2 separate regions of the Gossypium hirsutum genome follow, and region 1 is linked to region 2. A link is a contact called in public Hi-C data. All regions are on one chromosome and are shown on one strand. Each heading gives the region's core, a stretch centred on a gene start, on an enhancer-like site or on the middle of the called end of the contact. The rest is flanking DNA. Distances are from core to core; before and after follow the strand shown.

Region 1 (3,231 bases), core at 108-2,607, 100 kb before region 2:
GATGAACTGGAGCATCTTCCGCAACGGAAACCATTGTGGGCATTCTTGGGAACATTCTCCCCATCAGATATCCATCGCAGGAAGCTCTTGGTTCATCAAAAGAATATCTGGGATCATCACATGACATTCTTGCTGCATCAAAAGACATCCTTGGTGCATCAAATGACATCCTCCCAGCATCAAGGGAAAACCTTGGGTCTGTATCACAAGACCTTCTCCCGAACCCATAATCCGCAATTTCTGACTGGGTTTCTCTGTATTGTCTCCCTATGGGCTTCTCCACTGGCAATCTCGCTGACCCACATCCATTTCCCCTCTTTTTAAGTTTTTGTTTTTGCCTCCATTTTTGTAATTTCTTGCTGAAGACTGAAGCAGCTGACCAGAAACTCCCAGCAATCTCTTTGAGATCTCGTCCAGAAGCGTTCTTTGTTTGCGAATCAAGATCTATATGATCCTTCATGGGCTTCAGCTGCTCTTCTTGGCACAGTTCCTTTTCGTATTCTTCCACAATTTCTTCAACTTTCTCTTCTATCAAATTCGTAGCAGAAGCAGCCACATTGGGCGGTTGTTCTTCTACGATCACTATGTCGTCATTGTGATCGGTTTCACTCTCAGTTTGGTCTTCTTCTTTGCTTTCAAAAACAGGACCTTGACCAACAGTCGAAGAAGCCAAATTTCGAGCTTCAGCTTCAGCAACTTCAGAAGACCTCCCGTTTGCAGTTGCTTCTTGATGAAAGAGTGACCAAAGGGTGTTTCGAGCCCTAACGTCACAAGATTTCCTCTGGGGCTCAAAAACACCAGAGAAACCCTCGTTTTTCGAGGCCGAAAAGGACTTTGTTCGCCGGAGCTCGGGAAAAAACCCGGACTGTGTACCACCTCCTCCGGAAGGCTTGAAAATGGCTTTAAGTGCAGCGGTGGCGGTTGAAGTACTGGCGGCGATGGGAGGTTTCCGAGAAGAAGAAGAAGCAGAAGAAGACGAAGGCTCGAGAACAGCGAGACGTTCGTAGAGGCATGAGGGGCAAAAGCCAGTAAAATGCTCTTGAGGATGGCGGTCACAGGAGGTAGAAGGACGGTGAGGCTGAGGCGGTTGTGGCGGCGGTGCTAACCCAGGAACTGGTGGCTCCACGTTGGGATTCATAACCGGTAGTGGCATGAGAGGAGCGCTCTGCTCATATTAGTAGCTTCAGTCAGAGAAAATTAATAAATTATAAAATTATAAAATAAAAAAATAAAATGTAAGAGAAATTAGTTTTTGTTTAATTTGGTTTTCCCCTTTCCCTCTGGGATTGGGCCTTTCAATACTGTTTAGCTCCAAAAGACAGTGACAAGAAAGAAAGAGAAAACAGAATGATGGTAGTAACTGGAAAAAAAAATTAGAAAATAAAGATAAATAGTAAAAAGAAGAAGACATAAATAAATAAATAAATAATAGAAAATCTCGGCGAGTGACCCATGACACGTATACTTTAGTTAGGGTTTTCCACTTAAATATTGTAAAATATTTAATTAAAAGGGATAAAACAATTTTTAGTCCCTAAATTTAACTATTCTTACAACTTGGTCCTTAAACTATTTTTGGTCCACATTAGTCCCAGAACTTGGTAACTTTTTTTCAATTTGATCCCAAGGTGTGATGACATGACACTCTTAGATTGTACTATATCATCACTTGAAAATTTTAAATATATATAATTAAAAAATAAAAAAATCCAAGTAGCGACGTGGAATAATCTCAAAGTGTCACGTTGACATACCTTACTTGAATCCAACTTTAGGGACCAAATTGGGAAATTTGCCAAGTTAAAAACTAATGTGGACCAAAATAAATTTATGGATTAAGGTGAGAAAAGTTGCTAAGTTTAATGACTAAATGTTGCCTTATCCCTAATTAAATCTTAAAATAGGTTTCTTCAAAAGTTAATTCTCAAAATGTGTTTTTAGGGTTTGAGTTTTGTAATATGTAATGTGCCATCAAACTTTTTGCATCCCATTAGAATCAAGACAATCATTATGAAATGATTAAAAAAGTACCTATAGATATGAAGTTCACCATAAATTATTTAAGTTTTAAACTATAATAATATAATGTAATTTTGTAAGGATATGGATAACACTTAAATAGAACTTGACATCCGTAGGTGTCAAGGTCTTCATGGCTTTTTTAAATATGTAAATAGTAATCTATATCCGATTATTTGAAAAGAGAAACGAAACTTTGAATACACCTCACCACCTCTTTAAAAAACTTCTAAATGAACCTAACCTTAAAATCTATAAATATTCCATCCAACTCATTAGTTTTTTTAGAAAACCCAAAATATTCGTTTTATACATTTTATACTATGATACATACTTAAGATTTTCTAAATAGATGTTTTCAATCATAAAATGATATGTCACTCAAAATTTTACAATAATGGAGGATTCTCTAATGGTTTATTGTCATAGTAATATGGGAGTAAATCCACTTGATAGTAGAATCATTCATCACCTAATAGCCATTGATTTCAATAATGATAGCCTTGGAAAGTTATGTCCATTTCGACATTCATCTCTCTCTGATTGACTAATGGAGACCCGAGACTCATACATTTTATCTCTTATACAAAAAGTAACAATAACGTTAGAAGATGTGACATTACTAACCATAAGTCTGATTTCTTTAGACTTTGAGTTAAGGTCACATGGTAAAATAGTTGATTTAAGCATCTCCCAATGAATCCAGCACTTGAAGATATTGAACATCATGCTAGAACTTACATTTTTCACTTGATTAGAGATGTGCTGATGTCAGAATAATCTGACAACTTAGTTTATACCATATATCTCCCATTATTATATAATTTTAGAATGACGAATACGTACAGTTGAGGGTCTGTTGTTTTGACATGCCTATATAGAAGGCATTATGTAATGCATGTAAAGTGGGGAACAATAAAGAAACTAGCTCCTTTATGATTTTATAATCATGAGAGATGTCAAATATCATGGATTGCGCGTCTATGCCTTTTCAAAATCTTAGTGTCTCTCTTGTTAGAACATAAAATTCGCGACATATGTTATAAATTAATTATATTCTAAATGATTAAGTACTATCATTTCATATTTTAATAGGTGGCCTAAGTATCATGACCATACAACTTACTAGAAGAACAATATTGTAGCAATACGATTATCTATTGATATTGAATCAAATATTTTAGTAATATATGTGTTATAATAATATTTATT
Region 2 (3,436 bases), core at 227-2,726:
TATTAATATTAAATAAAATAAAATCAATACCTCCCCCACCCGCATTCCTCTCCCCCTTTGCATCTTCTCCCTCCCACTGTCCCCCCTCCCTCTCTCTACATCTTCTCAAGTTTTTATTCCTCTATTTGGAACTCTAGAAAAGTAGACCGAGAAAAGGACTGACCAGGAATCAAAGAGAAAATGGAATTTTCTCAGGCTTTTTGTGTGGCTTCTTATTTAATAAATTCCGATCCAACTCCCAGAATATTATGTAAAAAGTATAGCAATAAAAACAATACTTCAGAGGAAAAAAACAGAGGGGAGGGGGAAGGGGACTTTGAAAGGGAGAAGATGGAAAGGGGGAGAGGGGAGGAATATTTTTATTTAACATTAATATAAATATTATTATAAGTTTTTTAATTAATTAGATTTTAATGTCGTGGTAACGTGGTGCTTCTCGATTGGTTTTAACTCTTTTTAATGGATGTAATATTAAGAACTAATATTGGTTATAGAAAAAAAGTTAAGATATCTAATTCGACCAAAAAAAATTAATTTAAGAGCCTTTAATTCAATTAAACATAATTATTTTCATCCTATTTGAATATGACATATCTAATATATCAATTATGCTTTTTAAATTTTGAATTTAGGTTTGAAATGTTCCAAGTCTTTGTATTTTACTACGTTTAAACTTTAATTATACTTTTATTTTCAAAAAAATTAGTTTATTAATTTTTTAAAATTAAAAATTTAAATTTAATTGTTAATACATTTAAAATTATTTTTAATTTTGTTGGTATACAAGGGTAAAACCAGAAACTTTTTTAGGGGCCGAAGCTAAATTATAATTTTTATAATAGTAAAAATATAATTTCATTATTTTAATAGTTTATATATTTATAATTTTTAAAGGATCAAATCAATTTTTTATCATTTTTAATGAGGTCAAAATATAATTTTATTTTTATTAATTTAAAATTTAAAAACTTTTAAAAAGTCTAAATAGAAGTTTTTTTGCATTTTAGGGAGGCTGGGACCTTGCCAATCCCTTAACTACACCCTTATTAATATGGTAACATTTAACACTATGAAAAAAAATTATCGAGTTAATAGAATAACTAAATTCTTTAAAAAAATCTAAAATATATATTTCAAAATTACAACTTAACCTTAAATTTATATGGACGGGAGAGTGAGAGCGATTGTGGGGGCCTGTGGCGAACTTATAAGCGAGAGTATTTTCTTTCTAAATCAAATGAGGAATAAAGGGATCATCCGTTGTCCCCTCCACCTTTACTTTCCCTTTTTTTATTCCAATGAATAGATAGATGTATCATAGATAGAATTATTTAAGGCTTTGTCTTTCTTGAGTTTTGTTTGTATCGGTTGATTATCTAGACATTATATATACAATTTAAAAAGTGGATGTGTAAATGTATGCAAGGTCTGTGGGAAAAACACACAGATTTGGGACAAAAATTCCAATTGTGTAGGCAGTGGTCCAGGCTTCCATCATCCCAAATTCCCTATCCTTGCTCCACTATGGGAACATTCACCCATTGTTTTCAAATTTTGCTTTTCATCAATATCCATCTGGTATTGTGCCAATTTTCAGTCCTCCAACTTATTTGATCAGTCCCCACCAAAGCTCTTACATGCCCAGTATTGGATTTTCTTATTTGAACTACAAAATTAAATAATATATATTTTATATGAAGTTTTTAAATATATTTAAAGAAATTTACTTAATATCATATTAAAAATTAAATATATTTTTTTTAAATAAAACCTTTAGTTGAAAAAACACAACAATCCACTATAAGCGATGTCTGTTTTCTCTCCAATCAATCATATATATGTATGTATGTGGATAAATTATCAAATTATCCAAATTTTGTCTGAAATGAAGATTCTAGTCTTGATTTGGTAGTATCAGCAATTACAATTTAGGCAAACAGTTTAAGGGAGTAATGATTAAACTTTTTTTTGTTGGCACCTCGAATATCATAATTCAAACTTTATTGCTCAATTTGTAGTTTACATGTGCAAGTTTGTTCAAAAATAAAGTTGCAAAGCATGAGATTATTGACATTCGCTTCACCATATATATTGTAACTTCGGAGAGTCATTTATTTAAAATTGTAATTTAGTTCGGTTAATTTATAAAATAATTTTAAGAATTGGGGTCCACCATGTTTAAGGAAAAAAAATATGCATGAGAATTACTGATCTTGATAAGTAAACTGTAAACACAAAGATTACATGTAAAATTAGCTTCTAAAGTAGGTCCTTTTTTAAATAAAAGTATTTAAATTATCAGTTATTTTTACTCCAAATATTTTTTTTCTGAGTGTAGTATTATAATTTTTAATTTTTTTTGTATAATACCTAAAACTATCTAAAATTCCTTCTCAATTTTTAATAAGAGAATAATTTATTTCAGTGCACTCGAACTCATATTCTTTTGTATAAGCAATAATATCGATGTCAGCTCAATTGATATGCTGATGTATTTTATTTAATGTGATATTCTTGAAAAATAAAATGAAACAAAATTGATAATTTGAAAAAAGAATTTAGGTAGATATAAGCGTAGACACAAAGCTAAAGTTAAGCTGCATGGTCTTCTCTTGTGTCCATGGAGTCGGAGGCCAAACGTATTAGAGGGGTTCACATCTGAAAAAAAATAAACAGTATTTACGTGGTGAAAGCTGATGACATGGAAAGCAGGTGAGGCTACTTTTCAGGCATGCAAACAAAGATTAGGAGTTTTAAGAGCTTTTGGATTGGGGGGGCAATTTTTTAAGTTTATTTTGCTGTTGTTTAGTGAACAACTGAAGATTCGGTAATCAGACTCAGACTCTTGCAGTCTTGTGTTTTTCTTCTCTCAAGCTTTCTTTTACAGTTAGAATGAGAATGAGCTTTCTTTTGTTTCTTTTTAAATTTCCACTTTTCTTATTTTTTTTTAATCAATGGAAAAAGAAGAAGAAAATTCAAATCTTTATCAGCATTTAGAATCTCTAGTAATAATATAAAATTATACCCAATATTTGCAATGATAATAACAGGACCTTTGACACAACATGGTAGGGCAATTAATGTAACCTTATTAATGGAAATTATCATGATTTATGTTCATGTTTTGCATGTCCTTTTAACATTATAAATTCATTATAATCTATTCATCCACCGATTAATGATTCTGCTATAAATGGGGAACAGGTTTTACTGTAAAACATGCATCAGAATTATGGATTCCACAAGCTTTTTTTTTTCTTCAATAATGGTGTCTTATTATAGGACTAAGATCATTATTGGCCGTAGTTGCACAAACCATATATTATCCTCCCGATATACTTCTGTTTGGAACATTTTTCCAGGAAAATAATTAAGCTGTAAAGAGCAATTCAGATGCAAATACATGTCTTGTACTGTAGATAAAAGAGAAAAAGGT

The links. Hi-C and Micro-C count contacts between places; a contact is called where the count stands out from the background.
Region 1: a contact with region 2 is called in a Hi-C map of leaf, with 2.5 times the contacts expected there. The contact joins the promoter of LOC107930147 here to the enhancer-like site in region 2. A contact is called at or near these places in 16 of 34 Hi-C or Micro-C datasets (anther, cotyledon, fibers and 4 more).

The regions. Positions count from the first base shown.
Region 1 is chrA04:75,767,773-75,771,003 of Gossypium_hirsutum_v2.1, reverse strand. LOC107930147 (protein OCTOPUS) reads right to left here and starts at 1,357. Exons shown (of 1, transcript XM_016861720.2): 1 at 1-1,357. The coding sequence starts at 1,153.
Region 2 is chrA04:75,666,856-75,670,291 of Gossypium_hirsutum_v2.1, reverse strand. No RefSeq gene overlaps it. Among protein-coding and RNA genes, the nearest start is that of LOC107948870, 58 kb to the right of the region's middle. Within about 2 kb of position 1,476, at least 2 of the 9 cell types and tissues checked have an H3K27ac peak or open chromatin away from gene starts, as enhancers often do. A contact at or near this core is called in hypocotyl and leaf, where this site is marked.